6 separate regions of the Mus musculus genome follow, and regions 1, 2, 3, 4 and 6 are each linked to region 5. Evidence: chromatin contacts called from public Hi-C, Micro-C and capture Hi-C data. All regions are on one chromosome and are shown on one strand. Each heading gives the region's core, a stretch centred on a gene start, on an enhancer-like site or on the middle of the called end of the contact. The rest is flanking DNA. Distances are from core to core; before and after follow the strand shown. Region 1 holds the start of Tvp23b (trans-golgi network vesicle protein 23B). Region 2 has its middle 11 kb from the start of Tvp23bos. Region 3 holds the start of 1700086D15Rik (a long non-coding RNA gene). Region 4 holds the start of Trim16 (tripartite motif-containing 16). Region 5 holds the start of Hs3st3b1 (heparan sulfate (glucosamine) 3-O-sulfotransferase 3B1). Region 6 holds the start of Lrrc75a (leucine rich repeat containing 75A).

Evidence for each region. Hi-C and Micro-C count contacts between places; a contact is called where the count stands out from the background. Capture Hi-C pulls out chosen DNA fragments and counts their contacts.
Region 1: a capture Hi-C map of embryonic stem cells shows a contact between it and region 5, with 6 times the contacts expected there. The contact joins the promoter of Tvp23b here to the promoter of Hs3st3b1 in region 5. A contact is called at or near these places in 5 of 39 promoter capture datasets (the 3T3-L1 cell line, the C10 cell line, embryonic stem cells and 2 more), 2 of 484 Hi-C or Micro-C datasets (CD4 T cells and muscle stem cells), 1 of 115 datasets of contacts at active chromatin or transcription factors (embryonic forebrain) and 1 of 9 other capture datasets (embryonic stem cells).
Region 2: a Hi-C map of cortical neurons shows a contact between it and region 5, with 4 times the contacts expected there. The contact joins the enhancer-like site here to the promoter of Hs3st3b1 in region 5. A contact is called at or near these places in 3 of 39 promoter capture datasets (the 3T3-L1 cell line and 3T3-L1-derived adipocytes) and 3 of 484 Hi-C or Micro-C datasets (the N1E-115 cell line, cortical neurons and palatal mesenchyme).
Region 3: a Micro-C map of embryonic stem cells shows a contact between it and region 5, with 3 times the contacts expected there. The contact joins the promoter of 1700086D15Rik here to the promoter of Hs3st3b1 in region 5. A contact is called at or near these places in 3 of 39 promoter capture datasets (the 3T3-L1 cell line, hippocampal neurons and stem cell-derived epiblast-like cells) and 1 of 484 Hi-C or Micro-C datasets (embryonic stem cells).
Region 4: a Hi-C map of LSK cells shows a contact between it and region 5, with 5 times the contacts expected there. The contact joins the promoter of Trim16 here to the promoter of Hs3st3b1 in region 5. A contact is called at or near these places in 2 of 39 promoter capture datasets (hippocampal neurons and pre-B cells) and 1 of 484 Hi-C or Micro-C datasets (LSK cells).
Region 6: a contact with region 5 is called in a Micro-C map of embryonic stem cells, with 2.8 times the contacts expected there. The contact joins the promoter of Lrrc75a here to the promoter of Hs3st3b1 in region 5. A contact is called at or near these places in 1 of 484 Hi-C or Micro-C datasets (embryonic stem cells) and 1 of 115 datasets of contacts at active chromatin or transcription factors (embryonic stem cells).

The regions. Positions count from the first base shown.
Region 1 is chr11:62,877,948-62,881,099 of GRCm38.p6, reverse strand. Tvp23b (trans-golgi network vesicle protein 23B) reads right to left here and starts at 1,645. Exons shown (of 7, transcript NM_026210.5): 1 at 1,505-1,645. The coding sequence starts at 1,516.
Region 2 is chr11:62,909,864-62,912,915 of GRCm38.p6, reverse strand. No RefSeq gene overlaps it. Among named protein-coding and RNA genes, the nearest start is that of Tvp23bos, 11 kb to the left of the region's middle. Within about 2 kb of position 1,300, at least 60 of the 459 cell types and tissues checked have an H3K27ac peak or open chromatin away from gene starts, as enhancers often do. A contact at or near this core is called in cortical neurons, where this site is marked.
Region 3 is chr11:65,158,271-65,161,478 of GRCm38.p6, reverse strand. It overlaps 1700086D15Rik (a long non-coding RNA gene), which reads left to right and starts at 1,579. Exons shown (of 2, transcript XR_003949567.1): 1 at 1,579-1,611. The region is part of intron 1 of Arhgap44 (Rho GTPase activating protein 44); the gene reads left to right. LOC115487730 (a long non-coding RNA gene) reads right to left here and starts at 1,599. Exons shown (of 3, transcript XR_003949568.1): 1 at 1,266-1,599; 2 at 1-658.
Region 4 is chr11:62,818,697-62,821,546 of GRCm38.p6, reverse strand. It overlaps Trim16 (tripartite motif-containing 16), which reads right to left and starts at 1,294. Exons shown (of 6, transcript NM_053169.2): 1 at 548-1,294. The coding sequence starts at 1,042.
Region 5 is chr11:63,920,884-63,923,999 of GRCm38.p6, reverse strand. Hs3st3b1 (heparan sulfate (glucosamine) 3-O-sulfotransferase 3B1) reads left to right here and starts at 1,716. Exons shown (of 2, transcript NM_018805.2): 1 at 1,716-2,666. The coding sequence starts at 2,113.
Region 6 is chr11:62,647,015-62,649,982 of GRCm38.p6, reverse strand. It overlaps Lrrc75a (leucine rich repeat containing 75A), which reads left to right and starts at 1,460. Exons shown (of 4, transcript NM_198861.1): 1 at 1,460-1,838. The coding sequence starts at 1,593. It overlaps Mmgt2 (membrane magnesium transporter 2), which reads right to left and starts at 1,319. Exons shown (of 2, transcript NM_175002.2): 1 at 1,127-1,319.

The sequences.
Region 1 (3,152 bases), core at 396-2,895, 1.0 Mb after region 5:
CAGTTATAATCAGTTGGAGAAGGGTGAAAAAAAAAGAAGAAATTAAAGCATGGCTTTGAGCTAACACCAACAAGATTTTGTGAGGGGCGGGGAAGGGGAGGGAACAATGGAAGGCTACCAACAGTGCAACTCATGAATGCTTCCCAGTGAACAAAGGTAAACCAGCTGTAACCCAACAGTGGAGTACACAGGATCCACAGAAGAACCTGTGGGTGATTAGCAAAGATGCAGGGAGGGGGTTGGTATGAAAATACCAGGGGGAGGGGCTGCTTCTAGGTAATAAGAAAGAAAATTATCAGACAAAAAACAACAACAACAAAAAAAAAAAACAACCAAAAAACACAAAAACCACAAGGGAACAGATGTTTAAGTCTGCAGAGAAATTTTAATGCACAGGTTGCCTGGGGGAAGGAAGGTAATGACTATAAAAAATGTCAAATGCCCAACAGGTGGAAGGACTTATGGTCACAGACCTAGGAGTAGGAAGAAGCGGATCTAAATGCACCTTCAGAGCTGAGCTGAAACCATCAATGAATTTTTTCTACTCCACATTTCCACAAAGTAGACTTTTCTTATCACAGATTCTAGTTGGCCCATCCTGAGACACTTGGTATGTCACTATGTCTTTATTATTATGATCTGAAAATATGTTGTTCCCCAACCTAACCTCTCCCCATCCCAACCCCCACCCCCAGCCATCCTGCCCTTTGCAGATCCCATCTCCTTGAACATCCCAACCTGACAATGAAACCCGTGTGACACAATCTACATGGGAGTTCACAGTAAAAAAAAAATTTTTTTTGTTTTTTTGTTTTGTTTTTTTGGTTTTTCGAGACAGGGTTCTCTGTATAGCCTGTATATCTCTGTATAGCCCTGGCTGTCCTGGAACTCACTCTGTAGATCAGGCTGGTCTCGAACTCAGAAATCCACCTGCCTCTGCCTCCCGAGTGCTGGGATTAAAGGCGTGCGCCACCACGCCCAGCTTCACAGTAAAATTTTAAAGGAAGAAAATATATTACATGTACTAATCTCTGGCCGAAGGACAATTGGCTACATCGACCTCTACGGGTACAAAGGCGATAACCATCGTGATTATCTGTGTACAGCGTAGTAACACTGGAACCCAAGGCTCTGGCAATCTCTCCCTACAGGATCGCCCTGAACTTGTGTATCAGGGCCCTACAGGCCATTCCCCTCATCCGGGCAGGCTATGGGAAGACGGGTTACCCCCGACCTCACACCCAGAGATCCTGCAGCGAGTGTGCTCCACACCCGCTGACAGGAGGCCTCTGTGCCTCCGGGGTCGCCGGTGCACCCTATCCCTCACAGTCCACAAACCCTCTAGCGACAATTTGCCCGGGGCTGGCCCTCCTACCCACCCACCTGCAGTTCCTACAGCTCAGGCAGTGGGCGGGCACACGGACCCAACAGCCTCGGGCGACTGGGCAAGACCCCCAGCCCCAACTCAAGCACCGGCTACCGGCGCTCGGCCGCCATCCCTCACCTGCGACAACATGACGACCCTGCGCCAACCCGCCCCCCACTTCCGAGAGCCACGACAGCAAAGCTGCCACGCGATCCAGCTCTACAGCCGACGTCACAAGCGCACCAGGAAGCCACTTGGTGGGAGGGCGCAACTCCAGAGACCGGAAGGCGATAGGCGGGTCCATACCTTGGGGCGGGGCTCCATAGTGGGCGGGGCGGAAAGAGCTGGTCCACGCGACGGACGCGGGCGGTAGGAGGCGGGGTGTGTGGGCGGGGCCTTGACGCAGAGACTCTGTAGGGGCTGAGGTGGAGGTGGGCGGGGCAAGCGTGAGCAGGGGCAAGGGCTGCACTTCTAAGGAAAAGCAAAACGCTTGGGAATAAACTGGCTAACTTAATGGGTTCTAAAGCGAAGTTTCTTGGGTTATGAATGGAAAATGTTTTTTGCTACCAAAGAAGTACAAACTGTGAGTCATTACCACCAGCAGGGACGCCCTGAGAGAGGCGGAGCTTTATAATTTAACCTTGTAAATGTATTGTATTTTAGTATAGTCTTTCTTAAGCGATTTAAATGTTAAAGAAAATTGAGAAATAAATGTGTCCTTGGAAAGAAATTAAAAAAAAAAAAACCGAGTAAGAAAGAGACAAGAAGACTAGCGTAAGCAGTGAGGGTACTGCTGTAAGGGGCATAACCTCAGAACAAGAAGAGAGGCCAGTATCGCGCCTCTGCCCTCCATGTACCAATTATATAACCAATCTCTATGTACATCCTTCCTCGGCTGTAAAGTGGGAAGGACGGTGATGGCTTTACAGAGCATTTAGTAAAGTGGCACAAATTTGCTTTTATTACTGTTTTAAGTCACCTGCTGATGGCATGATCATGCCTAGACCTAAAATTCAGAGATTTTTTTTTTTTTTTTTTTTGGTTTTTCGAGACAAATTCAGAGAGTTTAAAGCCATCTTTGCAACTGTAATGATAGAGATATTCTGTTTGCTCAACTATGTCAGACTGTTGGAGGCTCATGCAATGTCCCTCTCACCTTTTCTTAACTGAAGGGACTCTTCACAGAACCCGGGGTTTTATCTGGTTCTTTGCCAGGACTATGTCAAACCCAGTGTTACAATAATGAAGAAACATGGACCTAGTTCCCAAAAAAGAGAAAGCAGGCAAGGTAATTGCGCATCTTCGTGTGAAGCTGGACAAATGACCTATGTCCTAACCTGCTTGGACAAAGATTTTGGTGGCCCACCCTGTGTTGTGAGGTTGTGTGGAAAAAAAATTTTTTTGGTTCTCACTTTTTATATGAATGCAATTTGAATTCACTACCATATTTTAAGATATAGAGCATTTGACAAGAAAGTGAATTTCCCACTTGTTAGGATTTTTGTCTTCCTTTTTGGAGGACTGGTGTGTGTGTGTTGGGGGGGGGGTTCTTTGCTTGCTTTTGAAACAGGGTGTTGCCTCCTAGTACCAACTGACTAGATGCTCTGTCCTCCTGCCTTGCCCCTATCTCCCCTCACCCTCAAGAACTGGAACTTAATGACGGGGAAAGTCTGCCTGGGGTGTTGAGCCTCTATGTAGGGACTGTACTCTTTGTCCAGATCCTGAGCCCTTCTGTGAGCATATCCACCAGTGAGCCTGTAAACTACTCTTTACAAAATTACCTACC
Region 2 (3,052 bases), core at 51-2,550, 1.0 Mb after region 5:
GACTTCCTCCAGCAAGGTTCAACCTCCTAAAGACCCCCAAACCTCTCCAAATGGCAAAACTAACTGTGAACCAAGTGTTCAATTACATGAACCACTGGGGTACACTTCTCAGTCAAATCATGGCATGTCCTTAAAGTCGCTTTCAGACATATCCTGGCATATGGTTTCAGACATATATCCTGGCATATTTCAGACACATCCTGGCATACTCTGCTGCTAATCTAGGGGTTATGAGAACTAGATCTTTTGTTCTGCCTCCATATGATGCTGGGGTTATACGGGGCCTCCCCTGAAAGAACTCAGTGGGACCAAGGTTACTGGGAGGATACAACAGTACTAGTTCTCCCCCAAACCCTTGCAATGTTTAGGGGTTCACAGGAAGGGCTTTGTTGTCCTGCCAGGTGGCAGAAAGTTGTCTGTTTCTTAATCCCCAGACTATAGAGGGTCACCCCCTCTGCTGTGCTTTGATAAACTTCCTGTTTGGATAACCTAGATAGACAGGTAAGTCCTCAGTTTGGATCCCGATAGACCCACAGTGAGTTTAAAGTGTTCTATTTCAGAACTGTGTTTTAATATGCTTAGCCTCCTAAACACGATAGCTGAGCCTTGTCTGCCTTCAACATGCCAGGGTGCTACAGAGTGCCTACAGCTGGGCAAAAGCCGGGTACTATTGAACACCTTCTGAACACAGGCAGTCCAATGGTAATGAGTTGGCTTCTGCACCCTCACGAAGTCAAAGCATTGTAAATCAAACCAATCAAACTTGTACTTCCCTGTCTGTAGAGTCATGTACATTTTAAACAAACTGGAGAAGACAGTGGATATGTTTTTATTAATGTGGTGTATCTCAGACTAGGGGCCACTGAGTCATACCTCCTGCTTCTGGCTCCTGGAGTAGCCATTGTGCTTCAGGCTTACTGCTTGTGACCAAACCTAACCAAACCTAACCAAACCATGGAACGATACCCAAGTAGGGGCTGCACCAAACCAGAAGGGAGATGGTCCACACATCCCATGGCACTCTCCCTCCCAAAAGGCTGGTGGAGAGAAAGAAATTAGGCTCAGTTGGGACCTCATGGAGATGGGCCGCTGCTCCCGGGCCTTCATTTCTTTCTCTCCAAAGCTAGGATGCTAAATTTCATTAGATGAAAACCCCCTTAGGTCCTGAGCCCGAAGCGCAGTAACTTTCTGTTCTTTCACACGCCACTCCTGGGGCCCCTCTTCTCTGTACTATGCTGGGAACGTGCCCTCTCATCACATTTGGGAAGGAGGGAGTGTCTGGGGCCCAGAAAGGCTGTGAACAGTCCCTAGGCAACCAAGACGGACTTCAGAATATACAGTCAGTCTTAAATGGCAAGGCGCTTAGACAATGCTGCATTGTGGCGTTTAAAAACATGCATTTTTAAGAGCCTGGGCTTACTGAGTCAGTGATCTGGAACATTCTCAAGATGCTAAAAATATCCTCCAAAAGTGAACTGAATTTTAAACTGTGCTTTAAAAAAATGTTCTTTGTGAAAACAATCGAGTGTTTCTTCTTTGAGAGTTATCTGTTTCCTGCATTTAGATGGTCACCGGGATTGCATGAGCCTCCAATAGGGCTGGGGTGAACATCAAGACCCAAAAGGCTTTTCATCCTTGCTTCCATAGCAGGGGACAGAAACTTCTAAGTTTTAATCTCTTAAATGATTTGCATTTTCGAAGCACAGTGTTCTTTCCCATCCGAACACTGTTGCCAGACAGCGAGACAAAGGACATCTACATTTTCAACCAGGAACCGAATTTGTGTCTGCCAAGTACTTCGTTTCTGATATTGCTTGATTTTTCCATAGCAAGACACAAATCATGGGCTTGTCAATGGTCTGAAACATTCCGGGCAAAAGGATAGCTCTATGTTACCACCATGATCTTAACTCTATGCAGCAATGATGGCTACTTTTCATTGTTAATACCACAGTCTAGAATCACCCTAGGAGAGTCTTGATGAGGGAAGAACAGTGTACATCAAGGTGACCTACTTGTGGGCATGGTTGTGAGGTTTTTGACTACCTTAGTTGCCCTGAGAAGATTCCATTGCCTGGGTTTAAGAGTGTAGAAAGAGAGCTGAAACTATGCCTGTGTCCATTCCTTCCCTTCTCTGTTCTGACTATGGGTGTGACTAGCTGCTTCAGATTCCTGCTGCCTTCCTTTCCCCCACAGTGATGGGCTATAACTTCCTTCTGAGTTGCCTTTCTCAAAGCACTGTGTCACAGTGACTGGAAAGGAGACAAAAGGCAACTTCTCCCTAGTCCCCACTAATGTACACTTGCAGATATAAGGAAGGCAAATATCCATTATAGCAAAGTAAGACTGAGTCAGGTAAGAGAGAAGCTAGGATGCACACAGTGTCCAAGATGGTTTTCTTAAGTGAGCCCTGAATCCAAGGGCCAACAGAAAAGGAGGCAAAACAGCCCTTCTAGCTACCATGACCAGAACCTGTGTGGCTGGTAGCTTTTATAGTGGAAGTGGTAGTTTGGTTTGGCTTAGTGTGAGTGACAGAATCTTGATATGTAGCCCAGGCTGGCCTCAAATTTGCTATCCTCTTGCCTCAGCCTCCTGAGTATTGGAATTACAGTTAGTTAACTCTTCTTGTAACTATGACAAAATCCCTGGTATAAACAAGTTAAAAAGAAAAGGACTTTATTTTGGCTTATGGTTTCTGTCCATATTGCTTAGTGCCACAGATTCTGGGCCCATGGTGAGATAGAACATCATGGTGAGTAGATCGTGGTAAAAGCTATTTAATCTCATATTGGACAGGGAACAGAGAATGAGGCAAGAAGCAAAGATAAAATACCCACAAAGACCCATTTCCCAGTAAACTACTTCCTCCTGCTAGGCATAGTTAAGGATAAAATAACTACTAAAACCTCTAGCACCATCAACTGGGAACTAAGCCTTCAATACCCGATCCCAAGGGCACAATACATTCAAACTGTAACACCCAGGGCCTGTCACCAGGGGGACACACCAGATTCTAACCAGAACACCCAAGACCTATCATCAGGGGGACACA
Region 3 (3,208 bases), core at 330-2,829, 1.2 Mb before region 5:
GTGGGGGTGGGGACTTCCCTGGAGAATAGAGGACATGAGGGAAGCATACTGCCCTAGTTACAGTGGGCATTTGAGGGCAGGGGATGTGATGGCTTCTCATGCTTTCAGGAACTCCAGATGGTTTCCAAGTAACCTAAGCGTTTCCAAGCTTCTAAACTAGACTTGGATTCATTTTCCCTTCCCAAACACATGTGCTTTAACATGAGGGGGGAATTTATGAATAGCAGAGTCAGATTAGCCCAGATTTTTGGCACGGTATTGCCACAAATATAGCCTCACGTGGACTGTCTTTGGTATGTTGGATGCTGAGATAGTGCTTTCCTGGTACTGGGGGGTGTAGCTGTTGGTTGTCAAGCTGACCATTCTTTACTGTCTTGGCTTCTGGATCACACTCCCTGGGCTCTGGCATACATGATGGCAGTAGACATCCCAGGGGTGGGCCCCTCACTCTGACCACAGGTTGCTGTTTCTCATGGAGTATTCTCAGTCCACTTAGTAGCCTGGTGTTCTCTTGGAGTGTTAGAGATTGGTGCTCGGATATAGATGTCTCAGGGAAGGCATTCGTGTTGCTTCCAGACACCTGGCTCCTATCTTCCTTCAGGACTTGTTTTTAAGTTGTGAGATTTTTGAGGCATGGGCATAGGAACTATATTTTTCACTGTCATTCGTGGAGGAAATGAAAAATAGGCAAAAGCAGACTGAATTATTATTATTATTATTATTATTATTATTGTAAAAAGTAGTCTTATGTATTCAAAGAACATTCTTAGAAGTACAAATCCAGGGGCTGCACCCTGCTATGCCAGAGCTGCTGAGCGCTTAGGTGGATGACCAACATGTACAAAGTTGAGGCCTGACTTGTGTCTGTTTTGGTGAAGTTTAGAGTAAACTGTTGAAGCAAAAATTAGTTTAGGATACTCTACTGCTTCAACACTTCCAGTGCCATCATTTTGCTTAGCAGCCCCAGCATTTCAGTAGCCACATCCCTCTGGACCCCCCTTTGTCTCAGCATGCTCATTTTGTCTTCCTGTCTCCCTGTCCCTGAACTCCTGTGCTTCGGACACATGAAGCCCAGCTCCACTTTAGAGATTTGTTCTTGCTGACCACCAATTTTTACTACCTGGTTGAGGATGTGGTCTTCCCAAATTGCTTTCTCATCAATCAGCACTTGGCTCTCAGGCTCAGATAAAACCCCTGCTCCCTCACTCTTACCCATCATTCTTTTCATTTTTGTCCACTACTCCCCACAGTTTGAAAGCTTGTACCTTTTTGATTTTTGCCCGTCTGTCTCCAGTAGAATGTATTGATCACCCTCGCATGCCAAGGGCACAGAGCAGTGCCTTGTAGACGGTTGGTGCTCGGTCAATATTTATTGCCAAGATGAAATGGTTTACTTCTGGCCAGTGATGGGAATGAAAGGAGGTAGCGTGGGGGTTCTTCTTCCTATTGAGAATGTTGAGAGACTCAACCTGTGCATTGGGAAAGGGGCCATGATTTGCTTCTTAGTATCTCCACTCACTAGCAGCTCATAGTGCTGGAAGTCTGGATGGTAGGTGTGATGTCATAAAGTGCTTTGTAGAGAGGCCTTAGTGACCTCTTTCCGGTAGAGAGGTGAGCTTGAGAGCTGCTCTTCTCCACCACTCCCCACCTAGCTCACTTTCTGTAACTCACAGGTTTTGGGATTATTACAAATGAAAAACTTCTGGGCATTGGCTTATCTTCTCAGAACTGGGCATATCTTAGTAGAAATCAGCAACTTAGCATAGCAACTATAGGAAGAGTCTAGCATGTATGGAGCTCTGGGTTCAGTCCTCAGCACCACATGGTGATACATACCTGTAATCCGCCTGAAGGTAGAATTGGGAAGGCAACATAGTGAGTTCAAAGCCAACCTGGACTACATGAGGTCTTGCTTTGGTCATCTTCACATGTTTCTGCCTTGATTTTCCCATATGTGTTTCTTCACTTCCGACCCTACTCTGGAAAGTTCTCCCTGGCCAGCCTGTGCCTGCTTATCAAGTGATTATCAAGTGGGACACATTTGCATGGTTGCTTAATGATCTTGTGATTAGCTCTCTGCACATTTTTTTTTATTAGCAAAATGAGAACAGTGATGGTTGCCCCTTGGAGATATAGACATTGTAATGATGGTGGAGTTACCCCAGAAAAATGGCTAAGAGTAGCTTTAGGATCTTTGGGCCAGCATTCTAACTCTTTTTGGATGGCATGTTGTGCTCAGTTATTCAGTGTAAAATCACTGGCTGTCTCCTCTGGGCCACACACTATTCCGATCTGGGAATATTACAGTGCCGTGATCTGGGAATATTACAATGCCTTGATCTGGGAATATTACAGTGCCTTGATCTGGGAATATTACAGTGCCGGGCAAACTGAAGTTCTGTTCATTGGAGCCTGAATTCTAAGAGTGTGCTGCGCTTTTGATGGTTCATTTGTTGTGTGATCTTTAACTTGCCGATCATCTTCCCAGCTCGATTTGTAAGCTCCTTTGGAGGCAGAGACAGTGTGGCATGCAGAGGGTTCTCTGAAATTCCTGGGCAACTGGATCAAAAGATGTATGCATTGTAAGCAGAGGACTCAAGGAGAGTAGTTCAAAGACGCAGGGAGAGCACCTGCTGCTGCCTTTTTGGAGGAGCGAAGGGCGGCAGCAGCTGCTGGGTTGTGGACTGGAAGGAGGGCTCAGCCTCATGCATGCCGCCATTTGCTGCTTGTTGTTGTTGTTGTTGAAACTTAGAGTCTACTTGGGGTTCTACCCATCCTGAGAGCCTGTTCTTCTTGGAAGTGATATCTGGCTTGTCCTGGGTGAAACACAGAGCTGAGCGGAAACTTTAGCACAGGGCGAAAGAGAAGATACAAGAACCGGAAGTCAGCCCCTGAAGAGAAGATACAAGAACCGGAAGTCAGCCCCTGTTAAGGACTTGTTTTTCGGTCTGTAGGTGGGGAGCACAGTAAGCCGCCATCTTAGAGGGCTGGGATGAGGTTGGAGAGAGCCTGGCCTGGTGAAGGGCTCACCAGATGGACCACGAAGGTTCTGATCGTTTTTCTTGAAAGTTGACCCAGTCTTTGGAAGACATTAGCCTTCTATGTACAGGGTCTTGGAAATGGGTTCCAGTGGCGACTACCCAACTGCTCTGCGAGGGGTCTGCCCTTGGAGGAAAGCTGGCAGAGTTCCAGAGGAAGCAAGGAGCCC
Region 4 (2,850 bases), core at 45-2,544, 1.1 Mb after region 5:
AGGAAGGAAGGAAGGAAGGAAGAAAGAAAGAAAGAAAGAAAGAAAGAAAGAAAGAAAGAAAGAAAGAAAGAAAGAAAGAAAGAAAGAAGTTAAGAAAGAGAGGAAGGAAGAAAAGGAGAAATGAAGTCTGAGGTTTCTTCTTTTCCCTTGGACTTCTGCCAAGGTTTTCATGGGTTGATATATGCCTCACAGATCCTGCCAGAGGGAAATACCACACTCCTGAGGCTAACCTTCTACAGCACACACCCAAATGCACATTACTAAACTCTAACTAGAAACAGCAGGAAATTCCTATGCCTGGCAGAGACAATAGAGACCGCACAGCAACAGGGACACTGAGATGGGGACAGTGACCCACTTTTGTTTCCAAAGCCAGCGGCTATAGATACTTACAGCGAACCAACACCCAGGCACTACCGCTAAAGTTCTCCTCTGTTGACTCGGAACAAACTGGCATCAACAGAGCCACAAATGCAGCATGTGTGACCTCTCCCTGGGGACACCTCCTCCCACTGGTCCCTCCCAGGCGACAGACCCCACTACTCACCTCTTTGTTCCTGCGGGCTGCATCCAGGGAGACAGTACTGTCGCCTCTGTGTTCACCCTCCCCGCATTCCTGGCAGATACACTGCTGGTGCGTGTGGCAGAAGGAAACCAAAGGGCTGTGGTGGGCAGGGCAGGTGCGTAGATCCTGGTCCTTTGCGGGTTCGGTTAGCTGGTGGCTGTGCAGTTTGCTGTTCTCCTGGTGTGGCCGCAGGTGCTCCTCACAGTAGTTCACCATGCAGGTCAGACAGGATTTCACTGCCCTTACTCTGCTGGCCCCAAGACAGAAGTCACACAAGATCTGATCCTCTTCACCAGGAGCCCCGACCTCTGCGGGGTCATGACCCTGCTCCTGGGTTTCCTCACCTGACTTGCTGAGAGGGTCCGCATCTTCTTTTTCTGCTGGGATAGCTGACACAGGGTCTGGGCCGAGAGGGGCCAAAGGGTGAGCAGTGACCCCGGTCAGAGGCCCCGGGGCAATCAGATCCAATTCAGCCATCTGGTGGAGGCTCTGCGGACTAAGGACTAAGGCGTCCTTCCTCGCGGTCCCTTGGCTCAGGATCTGAGTAGCCCAAGTCAAACCAGAGAGCCACGCCTAGCAGATTGCAGCTGCCCTGAGACATTAACTGTTTCCTCCCTCCCGAGGAAGCTCAGTTACTCAGACAGGACGAGGCTCCTCCAGATTGGCTAGTAGCCAGCCACAGTGACAAGGCTCAGAACTGCCTTGCCACTTGGCTCCTGTGTCTGTTCCTTGGCTCAGGCTTCTCATTCTCATTCCTAGCCCAGCCCTGAAACTTCTATTCTTACGGGACTCATTCACGCACACCCCATAGGCTCTTCCGGAGACCACGTGTGCCTGTGGGACTGGAAAAAAGGGCAAGATTCCTGAGCTCTATTGTAAGCCTCTGCGGCTTTGAGCGGTCCCACAAGCCATATTTTGCGGTGGATCTCTCTCTCTCTCTCTCTCTCCTTCCTCCATCCCTCCCTCTCTCTCCCCTCCCCCTCCCCTTCTCTCTACTCCATATATTTTTAAAGGGGTCCAAAATGTAAGGACTTTGATAATAGGGCAGCTGCTAATCCTAAATGAGCCACCAGCTTGGTCCTACCACCACCACCACAAAACCTGACATACAGACAGACAGACAGACATAGTCAATCTAGCTTTATCTGCTTTTAATAACTTGCTTTTATCAGACTTTTGTTTTATTTTAGTCGTGTGTGTGTGTGTGTGTGTGTGTGTGTGTGTGTGACAGAGTTTGACATCTAGTGTCTTTCTTAATTGCTCTCCACCTCATTTCATGAGAGAGGACCTCACAGTGAACCTGGAACACGCTAGGTCACCTAGCGCAGCAGGCCAGCAAGTCAGAGGGATATTCTAGACTCTTGCCCCAGTGCTGGGGTTACAGATAAGCACCATTGCATGGCTGCAGGTGGCCATGCACACCTAGCAAGCACTTTACCCACTGAACCGTCCTCCTAGCTCCACTTCTGGTTGACTTTTAAAACTCACTCATGTGAGAAGCCACCCAGTGGACAGGGCCCTGGCCTTCCACTCTCTGCCATAAACCTCTAACATGTGGGCTTTGATGATAACAGTTGTCTGGCTTGCTTCTCCGAAACTTGATGGCCTTTTGTTGAAATTGACTCATCTGGACCTGAGCAGGTAACTAGTGGGTGACCTTTTGGCATCAGAAGACCAAAACTTCTGCCCTCAGAACATTCTAACACTGACCTGTCCTGAACATGCATCCCACGAAGAGCCATGAGGACCGATTATGGTCCTCTCAGCCACCCTTCCCTATCTCATAAATCCTCACCAGACCCCACCCTCCAGGAAGTGGATCTAACTGTGCTTCTCCCCTTCCATGCTCAGCTCAGCTGCCTTCAAATATGATTTTTCTCTTTTGCGAAACGCATGGTCTCTGTGTTTGCCACCCTGTGCAAGCATCCTGGTTCTGAAACCACAGAAATTGATGGATGTTTATAACCCTGACCCTCCAGTGTCCGCTTCTAGGGCATTCCAGGAGCTGGCTGAGAATGGGCACAGGAAGGGGCCATCGGGTAGAAGAGGGAAGGCACTGTCCCCTTCCACATACAGCTCTCTCCAGCCTTTCTAGGCCCCGTATCTTACTCTGTGATCTCCACGAAGAGACAGTTGCTAAACTAGCCCCACATCCAGCTAATAAAACTGTTCCTAAATGAGGTGCCCTCATTTTCTCAGGCTGTCCTTACAAAGTGCCACAGACTGACTGACTTTGATGACAGGAGTTAATTTCCCGACACCTCTGCAAGGGTGAGCTCCCACGC
Region 5 (3,116 bases), core at 467-2,966:
CTAAATGATTTCCCTCTCAACCGTTTTGTAGGAAATTGTCTTGGGCTAGACACATAGGGATGTCAAAAGAGTATAGCAAGAGCGCAGAGGTCCGGTGGCGGCCGCTCTGTCATCTTTGGTCACCGCTATGGCTAGGATGCACTTCAAATCCGAGGTGCACAACTCAAACCTACTTTTTTAGCTTGGCTCTACCGTCCGGAAGCCGGACCGTGGAGGAGCAGCAAGAGCTCTGGGCACTTGGGGACATTAATTCCGGGAGGGAGACAGTATGCACTCTGATTACCCCCACACTGTCTCAAATAGTTGAGTAAAGGGAGAAAGGATAAGATCGGTTCCGCTTCGCCCGCCGGTGCCCACCGGGAAGTGCAAGGCGCCTGTGGCCGCAGAGTGAGTCACCTCCTGCGTCCCCGCGGCCTGCACGGGGGTCGGAAGGAATGAAAATTCTGTCCCGGAACCGCACGCAGCCTGGCGTTGGAGGCCTTTCGGTCTTGCGGAAAATGGATTCCAGGCACCGAAAGGCTCTCAAGCCGCCACTTGGGTGAACGTCCCCATCCCGACTTTCCTAACTCCGATCGCCAGCGCAGAAATTTGGCCAGGCATCAGCGCCCGAGCTTCCCTCACCAGAGCTGACAGTTTCTGAGAAGACCCCTTTCCGGGCCGCCCCCCTGGACAAAGGTGCGAAACAAGGAAGCCTCGGAGTGGATTTTCACCATTAAATAAGTGCTAGTCACTACTCCTGAATTTACCCCATATCAACATTCGACTTAAAAAAAAGTTATTGGGGGAAAACGCCTAGGATTCAGTACAGAGTCATAGGTCAGAAACCCAACCAATCTTCTAAGCAGGGGCGGATGCCGGCTTAATTGTTTGTTCAAGAGAAAGAAGTTAGAACATCTATCAAATTAATGATGCCAAGGAACAGATACCCATATAAAACTCCGACATGTGACTTTAAGTTTCAACTAGTGTCTTTAAACTAAACAACCTTCCTTCTCTCTGTTCACCCCCCAGGCCTTTTCAGGAGAGTTTGGAAAGAGTGAGATAGTGTTTACGTCTGTCCCTATTAAGCGCCAGGCACAGGGAGACCATTCTGGACAATATTGAGAGAGCGGGAAAGTTAGTGACTTCCGCCGAGGTTTTCCCTACTTAAACTTCCTAAATCAGGGTCTGTTGGAGGCCCTTCCCTGAGCCCCGATTATGAAACTGGGTTTGCGGGTGGGGCTGGAAACACGTCTGGTCGGCTTTCCCTCTTCCATCCCTGTCTCTTTTCTGCAGCTTTTACACTCAGGAGCCGGATGGCGGGACCCTTGGATGAGGACTGGCATCTTTGTCACATAGGCAACTATAGCCAAGACTGGCCTCAGAAGCGAGTGTGGAAAAGCGCGCGTGTATAAGAGAGCGCCACTCAACCGGGTGGGACCTCTTTCAGCGTTGGGTCACTCCAGCATCCTCACCATCTGCTCCTGTCACCAGCCGATGGCCTCGCCTCCCTGAACCCGCCCCTTGAATTCTGAAGCCAATAGCAACCCCATACTGCTCTACCCCCCTTCGCGAACCCTTTCCACACCCCCACGTTCCGAGAGACGATTGGCTGTTTCGACTTGGGTGAAGCTCCGGCATTTGCATGCTGCTCGCGCCTCCTGGTAGGTAGCGCAGCCCGTCACTCGGAAGGCCGGGACCGCCCACTCCACCTCAGTGCTGGGCTCTCTTCCTGCGCAGTTCTCCGCCGCAGCCTCAGCGGGCAAGCGCCGGGGCTGCTCTCAATCTCCTGGCTGCGAGGAGGCAGCCCCGGCGAGCTGTCGTGCGCCCCGTCCAGAGTTACTGAGTGCGGGGCACAGCGTAACTGACAGCGCGTCTGCTCACAGTTCCCGTCGCCTGGACTTAGCTTTCCAACCCCGGCTTCTCGTGGGCATCATGTCAAGAGCCGTCGCCGCTGCAACCGCCGCCGCCACCCGGGGAAGAGCCGCAGCCTCGGCAGCCGCGCGCGCAGGAGGGCAATAAACCGAATCACTCCGGGCTCAAAGTGGCAGGGGACCGTCGCGGTGCTCTCTGTTCCGGCGGGACTCCTGCCATGTGCTGAGCCATGCCCCTGGCCGCGCCCGCGGGCCGCGTATGGGGCAGCGCCTGAGCGGCGGCCGGTCCTGTCTCGATGTCCCGGGCCGGTTCCTGCCGCAGCCGCCGCCGCCCCCGCCGCCGGTGAGGAGGAAGCTCGCGCTGCTCTTCGCCATGCTTTGCATCTGGCTGTACATGTTTTTGTACTCGTGCGCCGGCTCCTGTACCGCCGCTCCCGGCCTGCTGCTCCTGGGCTCGGGGTCCCGCGCTACTCACGCTCAGCCAGCCCTGGTCACAGCTCCGAATGAGACATCCCCTAAGATGCCCTTCCGGGCACCTCCGGCCAATTCGCTGGCTGCAGGCAAGGATAAGACAGTAGGCGCTGGGAGCCAGGAGGAGCAGAGTCCAGAGGCGCCGGACTCCCCCAGTCCCATCTCCAGCTTCTTCAGCGGCGCTGGGAGCAAGCAGCTGCCGCAGGCCATCATCATCGGGGTGAAGAAGGGCGGCACGCGGGCATTGCTGGAGTTCCTGCGCGTGCACCCCGACGTGCGCGCCGTGGGCGCCGAGCCCCACTTTTTCGACCGCAGCTACCACAAGGGTCTTGCCTGGTACCGGTGAGTTTCCTCTCCAGGGGCCGCTGCGCCGGCCGTGATCCCGACCGTGAGCCCCCACCGGCCGTTGCGCGTCAGGTGGGGAGGGAAGCAGGGGTACAACTTCCGTCAATTTAGGGCGGGCGGGGACCAAAGTGCGACCGCACATTGCTGGTGGACAGTTGGGGAGAAATCAGATGCTCCGGAGTAGGCTGAGACAGCCACCTACAGAAACTTTTAGCTTGGCACCGTTGGCTGGTATGCTGCGCCCTAGAACCATTTAGGTGATCTCTCCACAAAGACACCCACCCGGCAGCTACTGGGAAAGCGCCGGAGGAACCGGTTACCTTTTGGCTGTGGCCGCATCCCACGCGAATAACTCGGAGTGGTTAGGATTTTGTCTCTCTTGCAGCCAGGGACGCGGGGAGGAGTGTTGTGCGCCTCTGGGTCACAGCCTTTAACGAGCACCAACTG
Region 6 (2,968 bases), core at 211-2,710, 1.3 Mb after region 5:
TTAAAAAAAAAAAAAAAAAAAGGACTGGTGAGCTGGCTCAGTGGGGAGGAGCATTGACTGCTCTTCTGAAGGTCCTGAGTTCAAATCCCGGCAACCACATGGTGGCTCACAACCATCCGTAATGAGATCTGATGCCCTCTTTTGGTGTGTCTGAAGACAGCTACAGTGTACTTACATATAATAAATAAATCTTTAAAAAAGAAAAGAAAAAGTCGTGTGGTCGTACTCACCTAACAATCCTAAATTAGTAAGGTGGAAAATAGGTGGATTTGTGGAGTTCATTGGCCAGGCAAACTAGCCTGCTTGGGGAGTTCCACGCCAGGGAGAAACTTTGTTAAACAAAAAAGCACCAGGGTAAACAGACACAGAAATACACACACACAGTCTTCACCTTCCAACTCTTGACATAAATGTTACTGTGTTACTATCCTAACCTTCCAGAAGGAGCCAGGGATCTGGAAGCCCAAGGCTTTTCTGATACGTATCAGCAGCAGGTGGTGGACTCCAGCCCTCTGGCCTAGAGCAATACTAGCGACCTTAAGAAAGAAAAAATAAATAAATAAATACAAATAAAACTGCTGCCCCTCCTACAGCTAAGAACAGGGCACATGGGCCTCCAAAATACCTTATCCAAGCACCATGGGTTCCCAGGGGGTTGGTAGAAGAAACCCGAGAAGAAGGCAACAAGGAATGTCTAACCAGAAGCCACATTTCCGCTTTGAAGTAGTAGCAGGAAGACTTAAAGGTCTCCTCTCAGCAGTGTCGGAGGGAGAAAAGAATGCAGAGTTCACAAAACTAGAGTATCCAGATCTGTGTCCGTGCACCAACTACCATCACCTACCTGAAAGCCACTGGGGCTCCAAGAAACGAGCATCGGAACCACCCAAGATGCTAGCTAAATGCACATTTCCAGGCCCGGAGAAGAGGCTTGCTCAGTGGGCATTGAGCCAGGCCTGAGATACTACGCTTTAAACCAGCACCTCGGACAATCTGAGATACTGATTCTCTGCAGAGCCCACTCTTGAGAATCTAGACTCTGCGGCGAACAGGACCTCCAAGTTCCGAAGTTTCTCTCCCTCGCTCGGCGCCCCGACCTCCTCCCACCACCGTAATCCCTGGGCCTCACCTAGGCGCGCAGTCAGGAAAGCATCGGGGAACTCACTGACCTTTGCCAGGAAGCCGCGGGCCCCAAGAGGCGCAGCACAGTGTCCGGCAGGGGGCGCTGCACCAGGGACAAAGCAGGGCGGGGGCGCCGGGCACCCCTAGCCCAGAGCCGCGCGGCGGGAAGGAGCGGGCGCCGGAGAGGGAGGGAGACACGCGGCGGCGCGGGGGCGGGGCGGCCGGCGGGGCGGGGCGGGGCCGACGGGCTGGCGGCGAGCGCCGGGACGGGCTGGCGGCGAGCGCCGGGAGAGCGCGCCGGGGCAGCGAGGAGGGAGGAGCGAGGGGAGTGCGGGCCGCAGCCGCCCCCGCCCCCGCCCCGCGCCCGCGCCTCCCGCGCGCAACAGTTCCCCCAAAGTTGCGGCCGGGGAGGCGCGAAGCCGGCGGGGGACGCGGCCTTAGCCCGGCGCGCGCAGCCCCAGGCGGGCGGCGGCATGGGCACTCGGCAGACCAAGGGCAGCCTGGCGGAGAGAGCCAGCCCCGGCGCGGCGCCCGGCCCCCGCCGCGAACGACCCGACTTCTGGGCGTCGCTGCTGCTGCGCGCCGGGGACAAGGCGGGGCGCGCGGGCAGTGGGCTACCCCCCTATCACCGGCGCGTCGGCATGGTCCAGGAGCTGCTGCGGATGGTGCGCCAGGGCCGGCGGGAGGAGGCGGGGACGCTGCTGCAGCACCTGCGCCAGGTGAGCGCGGGGAGGGGGCATGGGGGGCGCGGCGGCTCCCGGAGCGCCCCGCCCCTACGAGGGGGGTGACAGGAGAGCGCCGGGAGGCACCGCCCAGGGTCCCCGTTTCGCGGGGATGGAGCGGTGTGTCAGCAGGTGCCTCTGTGTTTCCTGCTGAATTTGGGGCCTCAGGCTAGGGTGAGGAAGGCTGACCTGTCCAGGTAGGTAAAGGGGACCTGTTGGACCATTGTCCCTGCTCCTCTCCTCCACAAGTCCCCAGGGATAGTTGATGAGAGAGGATACAGAGAGGAATGCCTGGTCTGGGCCAGAGTTTTCTTCCTCTCTGCTCACAACCTATCACCCTCTTGCAAGGGTCCCCAGGGAATGCGCAGTTATCTGTTTAAGCCAGCTTCTGAGGTATGTCCCTAGGACCAGTAAGATTTCAGCCCCTAGATCGTTTGCAACCAATATTGTGTCTTGTGGTTTCATCTCCCCTAACTTTGGCTGGTCCTTGCAGTGAGACCCCGGCAGAAGTCTTGGTCAGAATGAAGCTAGGCTTGGTTTCTTGGCCAGCAGGAACTGTACTGTACTCTCTCAGCCTGGTCCTGATTCACTGACTAAGGGGCATACTACACATCTGACCAATAGTCCCCTTCAATAGTCCCCTCTATTGAAGGGCTGGTGCCTCACCCACCTCTCGTTTTTTTGTTTTCCTTTCTCATTTTCTTCCGGGGAAAGTGGTAGCCTGTACTATAGGGTCTTGCTGAGTGGCAGAGGCAGGAGGGTGCATAGGTGCTCGGTGGAACAGTGATCAGATCGGTTTGGTCTGGCTTTGTGTCACGGACTCGCACAGACGTTATATTTTTGTGCAGACCTTATATTCTTGGAGGACCCCTGTAGATAAACAGTGTGCTGAAAATGGGGGAGGGGAAACCTCAGCTGACCTTTGTGAGGTTTTCCCATTACTGATAGAAGAAGCTGTAGGGACAACTTCCTGGGAGGAGCTTCCAGGATCTAATTGGATCCACATCTCCCTGGATTCTGAACCATGGCTTCCCTCACACCCTATAATGTTTCTCTGGAGTTTGTTCCTAAGGTGTGTGCACTGCAAAAGAAAGAGAAGTAGAGACTTGAGGACTTGGGGAGGTGTA